Regions from separate parts of the Hordeum vulgare genome. Here region 2 is linked to region 1. The links are chromatin contacts, called in public Hi-C maps. All regions are on one chromosome and are shown on one strand. Each heading gives the region's core, a stretch centred on a gene start, on an enhancer-like site or on the middle of the called end of the contact. The rest is flanking DNA. Distances are from core to core; before and after follow the strand shown.

Evidence for each region. A called contact is a pair of places that touch in the nucleus more often than the background predicts.
Region 2: a contact with region 1 is called in a Hi-C map of leaf, with 2.9 times the contacts expected there. The contact joins the promoter of LOC123426905 here to the promoter of LOC123430371 in region 1. A contact is called at or near these places in 2 of 6 Hi-C or Micro-C datasets (both in leaf).

The regions. Positions count from the first base shown.
Region 1 is chr2H:510,330,192-510,333,153 of MorexV3_pseudomolecules_assembly, reverse strand. LOC123430371 (extensin-like) reads left to right here and starts at 1,500. Exons shown (of 1, transcript XM_045114236.1): 1 at 1,500-2,606. The coding sequence starts at 1,773. The coding sequence ends at 2,333.
Region 2 is chr2H:510,548,620-510,551,599 of MorexV3_pseudomolecules_assembly, reverse strand. LOC123426905 (glyceraldehyde-3-phosphate dehydrogenase A, chloroplastic) reads right to left here and starts at 1,568. Exons shown (of 4, transcript XM_045110813.1): 1 at 1,339-1,568; 2 at 1,118-1,225; 3 at 459-1,011; 4 at 1-371. The coding sequence starts at 1,380.

The DNA.
Region 1 (2,962 bases), core at 251-2,750:
CCAACCTGGGCCACACATGTGTTGGATTCAGTACCCTGTGACCTCACCGTCGCTGGTTGTGGCGAATCCTGGCAAAGAACAGGGGAGGCGTTCGAAAACCTAACCATAGGGGTGGGGAGAGGCCTTGAGCGTCTGATATGGCCGGGGGGAGGGAGGGTCGGACCTTGGAGGGCACGAGAGTGTGCATCCCGTAACCGGAGCTCGCCGGAACCGGACGGCATGGGTAGTGGCGTTGTCGAGGAGTTCGTGGGGGAGAGGGAGAGGGAGAGATGAGGGAGAGAGAGAGAGAGGGAATTTGTTTCTGTCCCATTTCTTTTTTTTTTCCTTTTCCCTCCTTTTCTTTAGATGCATGGGCGTGGGATGGATGTGGGGCACATCATCAATCTATGGCACAACTGTTTATGTGCGCTGAGCTTGTGACGGGTGATTTTCAAGGCCCGACATTGCTATTTGAGTTAGAAAGTAGTGACAAGTATTGCAGCATGCCACTCCTATTTTTTTAAAGATTTATCGTGAATTTAAAAAAAAAAATTACGGTGGACATTTATCGCCGCCTGCCACTGCTAACTCAACTACCAGTGACGGGTGTAATTTTGTGCCTCCCACAGGTAACATTTGTTCCATCACAAATCTGGAAAGATGTGAGTTTGCACCCACCACTCGTAAGCCAATAGTAGTGGCGGACGGATTTTGAAGCCCGCCACTGCTAATAGCAGTGGCGGGTACTATACTGCGCCCGCCACTGATTTGAGATCATCTATAAGCCCTTTTCAAGTAGCGGACGAGTGCTGAAGCGGGAAAGAGGACATTGATGGGCTCAGGTTGGCAATGTGGAGAGGGAGGAGGTGGATGGGATAGGTTTAGGGGAGCGACTTTAAAAGCCGGATTTGACCTCGGGTGGCAAGTCGGACCGACGCCACACGATGTTCACACACACCCCCTCCACCAGAGGAGGCGTCCGTCAGACTGCTAGGTTTTCGGACGATTCTGCGTATGTCCACGCTGTGAGGCTGACACGATGGGCGTGTCGTGGCACCCCCATATTTGACTCATATTTGGACTGAATATGAGGGCTCTCGGTCAACCCGGACGTTTGAGATCCGTTTAGGGCATTCGTGTGGGTCGATTTATCGTAATTGATCAGTGATTGGGGCGCTTATCCAGACATTTGAGATGGATTTGAGATGTACGAGTGTAGATGCTCTTACACCACACACATGATTCTTCTCTTATGAAAGAAAATACATTATTTTTTTCTTTTTTCTTTCTCAAAAAGAAGTGCACCCATTTTCTCCACTGGTTCGTTTTCCTTTTCTTTAAATATCTTCATGTACTTCATCCCTTAAAAAAGGGAAACGGTAGTAGGTGGGTTCTTCATGGCAGCAGGAGAAAATGGAATACATAGCGAGAGGATGGCTCTGCCGTGAACCCAGGTTTTCACCTCATTAGTGCTGTGCTTGTTCCAAAGCAGACGTATAGATGGACGACGGATCATGGATGGGGGTGGTTCCTTGAGAGGAGCACCCACCCTGCACTGCAGCCTGCAGCCTGCAGGGGTCAACCGATCTGCCTGGGCAGCCCCACTGTTTCACCCAGGGTAAAATCTGGACCGTTCTCCCCTTCGATCGGGCGGTGTCCCTCGTCTGAGCTCCAGTACATAGAGCAGAGGACCTCCGCTGCCGCTGTTTACTGCCTACACACGTACACACACACACACACGAGCACACCTTCCAGCACAGTGCCAGCCACCGGAGAGAGAGGGAGCAGCAGCCATGCGGTGGTGCTACGTGGGGAAGGCGACCAAGATCTTCTTCGCCGTCGTGGCCGCGCTCGCCGTCGTCGGTCTCATCGTTGCCGTCGGCGCCGTCGTCCACCGCGCCAAGTCCAGCCGCAACTCCGGCGCCGCCTGCGCCACCGCCGCCGAAGGGTGTCAGCCAGTCCCCCCCGGGACCGCCAGCCAACAGCCGTCCATGCCTTTCACCGCGGCCACCGCTCCGCCGCCGCCGCCCAATCCCACCTTTCCTGCCCCAGAAACCCCCTTGCCGCCGCCGCAGCAGCCGCTGGTGCCCCCTCTGCAGCCGCCGCCAGCACCAATTGCGTCGCCCTCGCCGCCCACATTTGCGTCCCCGCCGCCCCCGGACGTGCTGGTGCCGCCGCCACCGGCAATTGCTCCACCGGCGCCGGAATCTGCGTCACAGCCGCCTCCGGCTGCGTTGGCACCGCCGCCGGCGTTCGCGTCACAGCCGCCTCCGGTCGCGCTGGTGCCGCCACCGCCGGAGTTGCTGCCTGCCCCGCCGCCGGCCCCGGATGCGCCGAGTCCGACGGCGTCCTGACGGCATGTCGCCGATCCTTGACTATTGATGACTCGATCTCAGAGCAGATTCAGCTTGTAGTGCAGTGATTCAGGTTCAAGACATGGGATTAGTCTGCCGTTTTTGTTTTCAATTGCCGGATCGTACATCGAGGTTTCATCGATTCAAGCCGCATCTTGTTCTTTGTAATTCTGATTCTTGTCTACTCTCTGCTGACCTGACACTGACAGTCGTGTGCTCCTCCATTGAACATCATTTCTTGATGGAATCAGTGCTCTTATATTTGGGTGCCAATTGAATTGACCACCTTGGAGTTGGTCGCCGAGACGAGGACTGCTCTGTGACTCACTTTGACCATCCCTGATTTTGGGCATCACTGTTAATTAGTTCTTCACAACTTCAATTATTTAGGTACGGAGGAAGTAGAAATCATTGCAAAACAAGAAAACGGTCAGATATTGCTATGAGAAAACCAGGTGCATTCAACAAACATCCGACATCCTTGTCTACTCTACTCTCCTTCTGTTCAACAAAAGGAAAAAAATACTGCACTAAATAAAAGACAAAGGTATCGCCCATTTGCACTACATTTGTTTTGTAACCTGCACATAACTTCACTGGACCCTGCCAGGTTCTTTTCCTCCGGAGTC
Region 2 (2,980 bases), core at 319-2,818, 220 kb before region 1:
GGAGGAGACGTCGGAGCACCTGAAGTCGACGGACACGAGGGGCTCGTCGCAGACGTCGAGGATGCCCTTGAGCTCGTTGGCGGCGGCGTCGCGGAACGCCTGGTTCACCTCCTCGGCGAGGGTCTTCTTGGAGACCTGCACCACGAGGTCGACGACGGACACGTTGGGGGTGGGCACCCGGAGCGCGATCCCGTTGAGCTTGCCCTTGAGGTTGGGGAGCACCAGCGCCACGGCCTTGGCCGCGCCGGTGGAGGTCGGCACTATGTTGAGGGCGGCGGCGCGGGCACGGCGCAGGTCGCGGTGGCTCGCGTCGAGCAGCCTCTGGTCGCCGGTGTACGAGTGGGTTGTGGTCATGGTTCCCTTGATGATGCCTGCGCCATTGCCACCGCCGCCATTAGTCATCGTCAACAAGTTGATTCAGTTGAGAGAGAGAGAGAGGGAGGGAGACGGGCACGTACCGAACTTTTGGTCGAGGACCTTGACGAAGGGGGCGAGGCAGTTGGTGGTGCATGAGGCGTTGCTGATGATGGTGTCGGCGTGGGTGTAGAGGTCGGCGTTGACGCCGCAGACGTAGGTGGGGATGTCGCCCTTGCCGGGCGCGGTGATGAGCACCTTCTTGGCTCCGGCCTCGAGATGCTTGCCCGCGCCGGCGCGGTCGACGAAGACGCCGGTGCCCTCGATGACGAGGTCGATGCCCATCTCGCCCCACGGCAGGTTGGAGGGGTTGCGGTCGGACACGACCTTGATCACCTTGCCGTCGACGGAGATGGCGTTGTCGCCCACGGGCTTGACGTCCGCGTCGAAGATGCCCAGCGTGGAGTCGTACTTGAGGAGGTGGGACGCCTGCTTCACGCCTCCGGTGTCGTTGATGGCGATCACCTCCAGCGGCGAGCTGTCGCCGCGCCCGTGCCAGCACCGCAGGAAGTTGCGCCCGATGCGCCCGAACCCGTTGATCGCCACCTTGAGCTTCGCCTCCGTCGGCGCCTTCCGCGACCCGCCGCTCGTGCTCACCTGCAACCACCGTACCACGCGCCGCTCATGTCTCATGGCATGCGACCAAGCGAGCTACGTACTCCTAGGTGACAGCCACATTCCGCCCATCATATTCATATCATACCGCGTATGTCCTGAAGGAGACGGCGGACATGAAGTCGTCGGAGGTGGCATTCCGCCGGAGCGGCAGCGACGACGAGCTCCTCAGCCCGGAGAACTCCAGCATGCCCCCCTGGATCGACAGAGGATGCATGGCAGTCCAGTTACATAACCACCGCGCGTCACAAACATGGAAGAACTGTACTACTACGCAAGCATGGAATGGAAATGGAACACGAGCAATACCTGGAGTGGCGCCATGGCCGTGGAGAGCATGGGCGACGCCATGTCCAAAGGATCCGATCAGATAGGGGGGAAGATCAAGGACGGTGAGGCGGGCGTGGCTGTATATACGAGTTAGGGGATTGGAGCTTGTGGTGCACGCGGGGTGAGAATTGAGATCGTGAGGCCGGGATTGGGCGAGAGATGAGATTTTGGATAGCCCAATGTATGGCTGCCAGTGCCCGCCATCGCGGCTCCCACACTTCGCTATTCGGGTCGATATGTGGCTTTTCTCTCTTCTTCATTCATGTGACCCTTCCTTCGTCATGTGCCTGATCGCATATGGTTTCTTTTTCCATTTTTTTTCACGATTATTTGTTGCAATGTAGGAGTATTAAGTATGCACATCCCGTATGGTGGATTTACTGCTCGCTCGGCTGGATATTTTTGCGTTCCATTGTGTGGGTACCCAGGAATAAAATAAAGGGCATGCGCACTCTATTTTTTTCCTACCTAATCCAAATGTATCAAAATATGTCAAATGAGTAACATAAATAGCTCAATTGAAATCTCACAACCATTTAGTACATAAAATGTATTTCAAATGTGCCCAGTTACAATAGAAAAGACTTACATGAAAGTAACAGAAGTAGAAAATTACAACACTAGGTAACTCTACGTCGTTGCATTGTCATGAAAGCATCAACTATGTCATCTTCATTTACTTTCATGAACACATCTCGCTTAATAATTGTCACCAAACGATCATCACCCATACTAGTCCTTAATTTATTTTTCACTAGATTCATTGCAGAAAATACCCTTTCAACACTCGTTGTTGCCATCGGTAAAATCAATATCAATTTGATGAGTAAGTAGACCAAATCATAGAGAATATGATTCTTTGTTGCAACAAGTAAAATAGAGAGCTCACCAATATCATCTTGTCTCGTATCATCAATAAAAGTAGCAAGTTGAAATTCTAGCCTTATCAAATCCGTGCTTGATATGTCCATGGGATAGAATGGTTTGATCAATGACACCAAGATATACTTCTCTTTTATAACGATCATCATTTGTTTGAACTTCATTATACCAACGTGATATTCCATGATGCTCATAAGTACAATGTTGGAATCAGGCCTAGGGAAAATGGGGCTATAGCCCTAGGTGTAGTGACAATAGTCTTTGTAATACCTACTTACTAAGTACAAAAAATCTCTAAAATACACCACTGAAGCTAATTTGGCCCTAGACGTGAACCCATGCTAATTCTGCCCCTGCATAAGTATCCTCCCACAAAGGAACTTGAATGTCATGTTTCTGGCAAAATAGGGTTAGCTTTGCAAGAAATTCTTCCTAACCATGACACCTCATGTGTCGCATTCTACTCTTTGCCAAACTAACAAGTGCCACTGCATTAATAGTATCTTGATCTCTCTTTTGCAAAGATTTGGACAACTCATTTGTATAGCCAAGAATAACAAGCATCAAGTGAAGATTGAAAACAAAGTCAAATGATTCAATGGCTTGAGTAACTCCATGTATTCTTGTCCACTCACCTTTTGTGAAGGATCTTTTCCAATAGCATCAAGTACTTCAAGGATTGTGGAATATATGTTAACAACGTGCATAATGGTTTTAAAATAAGAACCCCGAGTATCGT